3 separate regions of the Rattus norvegicus genome follow, and all the other regions are linked to region 1. A link is a contact called in public Hi-C data. All regions are on one chromosome and are shown on one strand. Each heading gives the region's core, a stretch centred on a gene start, on an enhancer-like site or on the middle of the called end of the contact. The rest is flanking DNA. Distances are from core to core; before and after follow the strand shown. Region 1 holds the start of Rapgef6 (Rap guanine nucleotide exchange factor 6). Region 2 overlaps Acsl6 (acyl-CoA synthetase long-chain family member 6). Region 3 holds the start of Acsl6 (acyl-CoA synthetase long-chain family member 6).

Region 1 (2,700 bases), core at 141-2,640:
AAAAAAAGTCTACTAAGAGAATCTTCTGACAGCACAACCGAACTTGTGAGAATTTCACGGAATTCTTTGTCAAAATAAACCATCATTAGCACTCTGGATAATGATTTATTAGTAGCCCAAATTCTACACTCATTGAAAAATACAGCCAATGAATCCAAGCAGTTAATATTCCCTTCAACAATGTTGCTCTTCCAGTAAAACGAGATAAAAGTCCTCAACGCAGCACACATGACCAAGCGTAACTTCCCCAACAGTTCAGAAAACTTCCTCTGCTTAAAAAGACTCAATTTCAAATTAAATAATTCGGTACCTGAAGAGAAACAGTTTCCCCTCATTACCTAAATAATGTTCGTAAACAAAACTTAGAATGCACATTACAATAATCATCACCACAGAAAAGCTGATTCATGAATTATAAGTGGGAAAAGGATTATAAGTGGGGAAAAAGTAACCCCTGGAAAGGGGGAGGCAGGAGTTCCTACGCAAAGATCAAGGTTTCAATAAGCAAACTGGACTCATCACAGTTTCAGTAATGGCTATAACAAATTCATGTCCCAGAGTGTTTGCCCCAAGTTTCTGAGACTTTCTATGCAAAGCACTATAAATCTGAAACTCGAGTGACTAAGAATTAAAGCATTTCATTTCAATTACTGCAACTTCAAACAAGACGACTCATTGCATTTTACATCGCTGTTGGAATATTTTTTTTCTTTTGGTATAATATACACACAGCCACTAAAATTACAGAAACGTCTTCAAACCAAGAAAACTTACCAAACATTCTTAAGTTTCCCACGGACAGTTTGAAAAAGTACCTAGGGAACCACTCAACACGCATCACCCGCCACGGAACTTAATGTCTGACTTACGCAGTCTGATACGGACATTGGAAACCTGTCTTTTGCGGGCAACTGTGAAGTATCTGAGAGCACGGCACGCACGGGCTGTAGTATGAACTGTCTGTTACACATTACAATTCCCAGCCTGTTTCTCAGCCCACCTGAGCACACACAAACTCAGAAGCCAGTCAACAGTAACGGTGCTTTCTTATCAGAGGTACAAGGAAGTCCCCGGCAGGAAGCGGCAGGAAAGGTGCTCATCAGCCCGCGCGACCACGGCCAGGTCGGGGCCGATCGGTGCTCGCCAGTGCCCGGCCTTACCTCAGGAGTCCGCTCCGGCGGCTTCTTCCTCAGTGCCTGCCGAGCGCCAGGGTCCACGGGCGAGTTCATGTCCGCAGCCACACGCTCCTCAGCCTGCGTCTAGCTGCCCATTCTCCTAACCCGGGTGTGCGCCGGCCCCAACGGGAGGGAAATGAGAACTGTCGCAGGGTCCAAACTCAAGCAAACAAGTCTTCGCAACGCCCGCCCAGGGCCTCAGCCCACGCGCGACTGGCCAGAAAGACGCCTGCGCGGGGGCGAGAGAGGACGAGAGCGCAGGCGCACAACGAGCACGGTAACGCCCGCCTAGCCGTGACGTAAAGACTTGGGCGTGGAGGGGGCGGGGAATGAGCGGCTTGGATTTCGTCGCGAGAGTCGGTCGCAGGATTGTAGTTTCCGCATACCCAGCTTCCGGTTAAGATTCCGGAAATGCTACGAGGGCGTCGCCAAAAATAGACTACCGGGCAGAGCTGTGGGGTAGGTGCTCTGGCTTAGCGCCCAAGTCCGGAAGCCGAGGGGCTCTTATGGCCCCGCGGAAGTCGAGGCTGCCATTCAAGAAGCGGGGAAGCCCACGCACCGCCGCCCAAGCCACGGGTCTCGAGGCAGTACTCGTGCACCCAACCCACTGCTCCCTTGCAGTGTATTCTACGCGACTTTGAAAAGCAGAAACAAACCACGAAATCGCTAGTGAAAGCTGCCTCCAAAAAACATAAACAAATGTTCTGAAGACTAGAGATATATTTCAAAGGGTAGCCTGCTGGCTTAGCATGCACCAGATTGTCCTGGACTTGATGATGGAGAATGCCTAAGCGCTGTGTGCATAATTGTAGGATCTTTAAAGGGTTTATGACCTAAAAGCCTCAGGGGACTAAGGAGCTCCTGATAGGAAAGTTGACAGATAACACCTGTGGGCTGTCAAAATCCTTGACACTTCTGAGATCAATACACCAACCTCTTCTTGGTATTTAGCACTTTTAGACTGTTGGGGAACTGACCCGCAGGTGAAATCTTGTATCCCACAAGTTTTTTTCTCCGTTCTATAAAACTCACAAGCCCTCTGTACCACCTGTGCAGCCTCCACTCCCGTGAGAAACTTGTGTCTCTTGTTCTGATTATAGGACAAAACTTCCGTGGAGGTAGATCTGTTCTTATTTCCAATTGCCTCCAACAATCCTGAGCTAACATCCTTGACTAAAGCTCGGTGGACAGCGAGAGCGAGTGGGTGGGGCTGCTTTAACCTAAGCAGTAGGAGCAAACCTTTCCACCCCTTCCTCCTCAAGCAGCTAGGTTTAAAGTTGCCTGGAGCCAAGGGATGAGTGGTTTTGTATTGAATTTTACATTCTAGTCTAACAAGCTTCAGTTTCTTTACTTGTTCTTTGGTGAGAAAAACTGCAAAAACTGAGTAACAGTTATTATTTCTGTTGTGATAAAAGTAACCCTAGAGGGTTTATTTTGGCTCACAGATTGAGCTGGAACTAACAGGAGGCTGTCAATCACTGGACATCAGTGCAGGGAACTGAACTCTGGCCCCCTCCCACTGCAC
Region 2 (2,736 bases), core at 233-2,732, 160 kb after region 1:
CTCTCTCTCTCTCTCTCTCTCTCTCTTCCACTCCCTCCCTCCCTCCCTCCCTCCCTCTCACCCCCTCACCCCAGAGTAGGTTTTATCATTGTGTCCTGTGCAGGTCATGCAGCTTTGCACCAACAGATGGCGTGCAGGGCTTAGGAATTCACAAGGCTGTCACCAGGTGCAGCCCCAGCTGGTCCTTTAATTACCCCAGACTGCAGGGTCTGGAACCTCTCCGGGGTAGCCCCTGAACCACATGACCGAGTGTGATCCAGTCATGCAGATCCCCATTAAGGAAAGACCACAAAATAAGTTCTACCAGATCTGGAAATTGAAATAACCACAGTGGCAAAAAATGAACCTTCCACTCTGAAAGTACCACAAGCAGCCAGCATGCTTGGGAGTCAAGGTTTAGCTAAAACGTTTACTGACAAAGCAAAAGTTTGTTTCTCAGTAAAGTTGGTTAAATTTAAACATCTGCCTCAGGAGAAGAACAATCTTCAACGCTGAGGCTATGTTTAGATTCCTTCAGCTTGAAATGAAGAAATTAGAACCTTAGCTGGATATGGTAGGCAGCTCACACCTGTAATCCTAACTTCCAGAGGCTGTGACAGGAGAATTGCAGTAAGTTCAGGACCAGCCTGGGCTACATAATAAATAGCAGGCCAGCCTGCTCTGACCTGAAACCACTATAGCCTGAGACTCTGTCCAAAACCAAGCAACACAACAATAAAAAAGAAATCTTTGTACATAAACATTTTAATTCAGATTTAACATAAGAATTTTACATTTAAAACCAACTTTAAAATAGTTGTAGGCTATCGTCAAAACAGCGTATAAAATTTAAAACTTCATATAAGCCTTGCAGATAGATCCCTCATGCTATATTTTTTGGGAAATTTTGATGGAAAACATGTTTGTTTGCTTGTTTGTTTTTGAGACAGGGTCTCTCTACAGAGCCCTTGCTATCCTGGAACTATGTAGATCAGGCTGGCCTTAAATTCATAGAGCGCCACCTCCCTCGTGCTGGGATTAAAGGCATGTGCCACCAAACCCTTTGAAAAAGCAGTTCTTGAAAAAAATTGTTACATTTATTCACCCCCTCACCTCTCTGTGTGTAAACAAATGTGTGCGTAGAACACGCATGCATGTACGAATATGAACATACATGTGTGGAGTTCAGAGGTCAACTCATTATATGAGACTCAGGAACTGAACTCAGGTCATCTGGTGTGAAATAAGCCCCTTTACTTGCTGAGCCATCTCCCTGTCCCCAAAGGACAATTGTGAATGCTGATTTTATAAAAGACAGTTATCTCACAATCCAAAGGATAAAATTTTTATCAGCGTGTTACTATTTTCTGCTTGGAACCTTCTTCTCTCTGGCTTTTACTTAAGAGCATAGACGCTAACAGGAAGGTGGACTGAGCATGCTCAGTCCTGAGCCCGGCTACAGAGTGTCTCAGAGGAACTGAGCGTCCTTTGTTCGCAGGTGCTTTGTTTCTTCCTCTTTTGCAAAAGGCCACTGGGCTGATAGTGTCCTCCCAGCAAGTAAGCTTGCCTGCAGCTGCTAAGACAGCAGTGCCCGTAAAAATAAAAATAAGATAGGGTGCCTGGGAGCCCGCCCAGGCCCACGTGATCCACCAGTGACAGCAAGGCTTCTATTTCAGCCTGTGGTTATAAGGGCAACAAGCACGGCCTTACTTGTCCAGCGACCTATTTTAGCTCAGGAGCGGGAGATTGCAGTTGGGTCAAACAGCCCTTCAGGGGCTCTTTTTGTGTGTAGCTTTCTAGCTGGCCACATACCAGACAGGGAGAGAGCCTGGGACAGGGCCACGGTGCTTCTATGCAAAGGGTTATAACCGGTGTGAGAAAGGTCACGGTTACCTGTTCAAAAGAATGCAGTCCACTTTCTTTCCCCAACATCACCATGTCATCCAGAATGGCTTTCTTCAATTCCTGAATTGAACCATGTAAGTGAAACAATAACACAGAAAAAACAGGGGTGGGGGCGGGGTGAGGATAGAGGGACCAGTGACAGAGCGGACGCATGCTCTCTTGGTCCCTTCCCTGCTGAGGGTAACCTGGCGCCATGCCAATCGATACCTCTCTCCAGGAGAGAAAGGGGGGCAAATGGCCCAAGAGGTCACTGCGGGTGGGTTAGGGTGTGCTTTAAGTGGCCCTTTGGAAGGGCTGCCACCCCTATGCAAGGTCAGGGCTCAGGGACGGAGTGTAGGACCAGAGGTACCAGGCTATGTCTGCTGCTGAAACAGAACAGCAACCTTTCCTAGATGTATGATAAGACAATTCCTTGATGGTGGGAGTGGGAGATGCTTTAAGCGGAAAGAGCTGTGGTACTGTTTCTGTTCTATCGCTGCCTCTTAACCCAGTACACAAGAGCTCCACCCTCCCCTGGCAAGGGCACAGCCAGTGGGTCTGAGAGCCTGTCTTCACATCTGACTGTGCTGTGAACCAGCTGTGTGGTCTGGGACAAGTCATCTCCTCTTGGCTCCCTTCCAAGCCATGGAGCAGTGAAGTCGGATGAACTTCGTGTGATTGTTCCTGGTCCCAAGAACCCAATGGATTACTCCATTTCTAAAAGAGCAGGGATGTCTTCAACAACCACACGAGGACAAACCTCTGATTTAGGGTTCCTACAATGTGTAAAGTGATACCAGACACCTCTTATGAACTTAGATTTCACAGTTGTCAGCTCTTCTGTCCTCTTGCTATGTGACTTATAAAACACTC
Region 3 (2,818 bases), core at 36-2,535, 200 kb after region 1:
AACTATTCACCTGGCAGGGAGGACCCAATGCTCAGCAGAAGCTAGCTTCCTCCCGAGCCTCTCCCTCTAGCAAACACCCTTTTGGACTATCAGGTAGTAGCCCAGGCTGGACACCTGAGACTTCTGCCCACCACCACACCCTGGAAGGTGGATGGTACAAGCCGTGCCCCCTTACCATCAAGGGTGGGAGAGAACAGAACAGGGGGAGCCTTGGTAGGATAGACCAGGATCTCCTCCGGTAGGATGACTCCAAGATGATAAGATGGAAAGTTCACAGTATCAAGCACAAACCCTATAGAGATGACCCTGGGAGACAGTGAGCCAGTTTTGAGAGACCCCTCTGTTGATGCAGCTTCCCACCCCAGTTCTCCACACCTTCCTAGGCTACCTTTACACTTCTGTATGGAATGACTGCCCGTGTAAAGCTTTCAGACCTGACCATTCCCTCAGCCCAAAACCCCCAGTCAGCCACTACCTAGTGCAGCCCAGATCTCCAAGCTAGCCTCTTCATGTATTTCTTTTCTCTAACCTGTGCCTACATTTTTACCAAAGTTATTTTCCTGTCACACACAGATGTGATTCTGTCTTGCCACCGCCCAAACACCTAATCTGGCCCCTTACTACCTTAGGACCCAATGCCCAGACTCAGTGCCTTTGCCCTGAGGACGCCCATATTCCTCAGAATCTTCTCTTGGATTTCCTTAGCACCGCCCTTGATACTCTTAAATCACTACGGCCTGGTCTAGCGGGGTCCTGGGCCTTTGCAAACCTCAGCAACCTTCAGTAATGGTGGGCAACATGAACCAAGCCATCAAATCATCAAGGAACCACCCCATCTCCCATTAGAGAGCTCAAACCACAGCCTCGCCAGGCCCCGGGGTGTAGCACTCCAGTAAGCAAGTTAAGGAGAGAGTCAGAAGGTGGATTCCAGTGCTGGACTGAGCAACCTCCCAATCTTGATTTAGACTCTTGATAGCTGTGTGGTCTTGGGCAAGTCACTGAACCCCTCTGGGCCTCTTTTCAAATCAGATCATGGGCAGGGAGTAGATGCCAGGCACACCGTAAAGGAATCGCTTTAGTGGAGAGCAGTTAGCTGAACTGCTTACATCATGTCTCTGCCAGCCAAAGGGGCTCAAAGACAACTTGTGAAAGGCAATAGTCAGCATCCTACCTTTCCAGCAGCCTCCGGGCACTGAGGAGGTGGAGCTGATCCTGCTAGAACCAGCCTCTCTTTCTAGAGCCTGTGGCGCTCAGGGAAAGAGGTTACCACATCTTGATGGAAGGCACTGCCCCTGGGAATGGCTGGTGGCAGAGATTCTGAGAAGATGGGTGACAGGAGAGGCACTAACTGTAGGGACGGTGCTCCTGGTGGCTGTGGGAACAGGTCTTGCAGGGACCAAGGCACAGAGCAGCTCTGTGAGGAGCTGTTGGCCCCTCAAGGCCCCCACTGGCCCCCCCTTCATCTGCACATGGGGCGGTACTGGCTCAGGCCAGCTCAAAGCCCAGCAACCAGGCCTTAACCCTTGCACTGCCAGCCTGCCGGGGCCTCAACCCTTCCACCTTCCCTGACCCCACATTGTCTTTAGTCTGGGAGGGGAGTTGGCTATGGCTTTTCAGAGGACAAAGCCTTTCCTCTTCTCTCTCTCTCTCTCTCTCTCTCTCTCTCTCTCCACACACACACACACACACTCTCTCTCTCTCTCTCTCTCTCTCTCTCTCTCTTCTGAGACATCAACTGGAGACCAGAGAACTTGGCTTTAGCACCTCTGCCAGATTTCACTTCTTTAGTGGGTTCTCTATTTTACTTTTAAACGCTATTATTATATTTGACCACTGTGTATGTGGTGTGTGTGTGTGTGTGTGTGTGTGTGTGTGTGTGTGTGTGTGTGTGTGTTCAAGAGTAGCACAGCATATGTGCTCAGAGAACAACTTGGAGTAAACTCCCTCCTTCCACCACACAGTTTCCTGGGATCAAACTCAGTTCATTAGGCTGAGCAGCAAGTGTCCTTACCCACTGAGCCACCTTGCCACTCCTCCTCTACTTTCCCTTTAGACATCTCTCAGGAGGACAAACATCTCCTCGGATGCTTCTCAGGGACACTTAGGGGGCAACCAGAGTTCTGGGGGATGAAAACTGTGATGTGACAGGGCATGAGGCTAAGGGGGGCAGTTCTGTTCCAGAAAGTGTGACCAGTTGTCAGGGTAAGAAAAGCTCCCTCCTCACTACCACACCTGAGTAACCCTAACACGCACAGCCGTTTGGCAGACCCCGCTGGGCCTAGCAGTGGTCTCATCTGCACAAGGGTTCGATCAAGCTCAGGGCTGTGTGGCCGAGGGGCTTCCACTCCAGTTTCCTCTTGGGCTTTAATTAAATTTATAGTCACAGATGACCTGGCGAAGGGCCTTCCCAACTCAGGCATTGCCAGGAGAGGCTTTGTGTGTATCTCTCCTGAGATAGGGTTGCCCAGTTACCAAGTAGCTCACTCCAGAACTCTCTGGGGAGCCTGATTATAGCTCTCTCAGAAGGCTGGCTGAAGCTTCTTACGTGCAAAAAGGCCCTCACCGACTGGTTACTGCAGCTAGCTACTGCCCTGGCTCCCCCCATACTCACTGTGACCATGCCCCCAGTGTCTGCCTTCACCAACCTTCTCGGCCACCCTCAGGTCAAGCACCTCTCAAAGCTTTTACTCACCCCAGACCCCTGCTGGAAACCATGGCCACACACATGTGATGAGCAGACTAGGAAGCCAGACTCAGACTGCACTTCCCAAGACTCAGAAACAGAAGGAGCCTTGAGATCAGAGTAACAAAGAGAAAC

Evidence for each region. A called contact is a pair of places that touch in the nucleus more often than the background predicts.
Region 2: a Hi-C map of psoas muscle shows a contact between it and region 1, with 1.9 times the contacts expected there. The contact joins the enhancer-like site here to the promoter of Rapgef6 in region 1. A contact is called at or near these places in 8 of 12 Hi-C or Micro-C datasets (the A7r5 cell line, the Rat2 cell line, Schwann cells and 4 more) and 1 of 1 datasets of contacts at active chromatin or transcription factors (oligodendrocytes).
Region 3: a Hi-C map of prefrontal cortex shows a contact between it and region 1, with 2.2 times the contacts expected there. The contact joins the promoter of Acsl6 here to the promoter of Rapgef6 in region 1. A contact is called at or near these places in 10 of 12 Hi-C or Micro-C datasets (the A7r5 cell line, Schwann cells, frontal cortex and 5 more) and 1 of 1 datasets of contacts at active chromatin or transcription factors (oligodendrocytes).

Annotation. Positions count from the first base shown.
Region 1 is chr10:39,155,313-39,158,012 of GRCr8, reverse strand. Rapgef6 (Rap guanine nucleotide exchange factor 6) reads right to left here and starts at 1,390. Exons shown (of 28, transcript NM_001107003.1): 1 at 1,161-1,390. The coding sequence starts at 1,229.
Region 2 is chr10:38,990,662-38,993,397 of GRCr8, reverse strand. It overlaps Acsl6 (acyl-CoA synthetase long-chain family member 6), which reads right to left. Exons shown (of 21, transcript NM_130739.2): 20 at 1,873-1,944. Among named protein-coding and RNA genes, the nearest start is that of Meikin, 17 kb to the left of the region's middle. Within about 2 kb of position 1,482, at least 43 of the 93 cell types and tissues checked have an H3K27ac peak or open chromatin away from gene starts, as enhancers often do. A contact at or near this core is called in Schwann cells, where this site is marked.
Region 3 is chr10:38,950,628-38,953,445 of GRCr8, reverse strand. It overlaps Acsl6 (acyl-CoA synthetase long-chain family member 6), which reads right to left and starts at 1,285. Exons shown (of 21, transcript NM_130739.2): 1 at 1,172-1,285. All of the region lies in intron 1 of LOC120095100 (a long non-coding RNA gene), which reads left to right.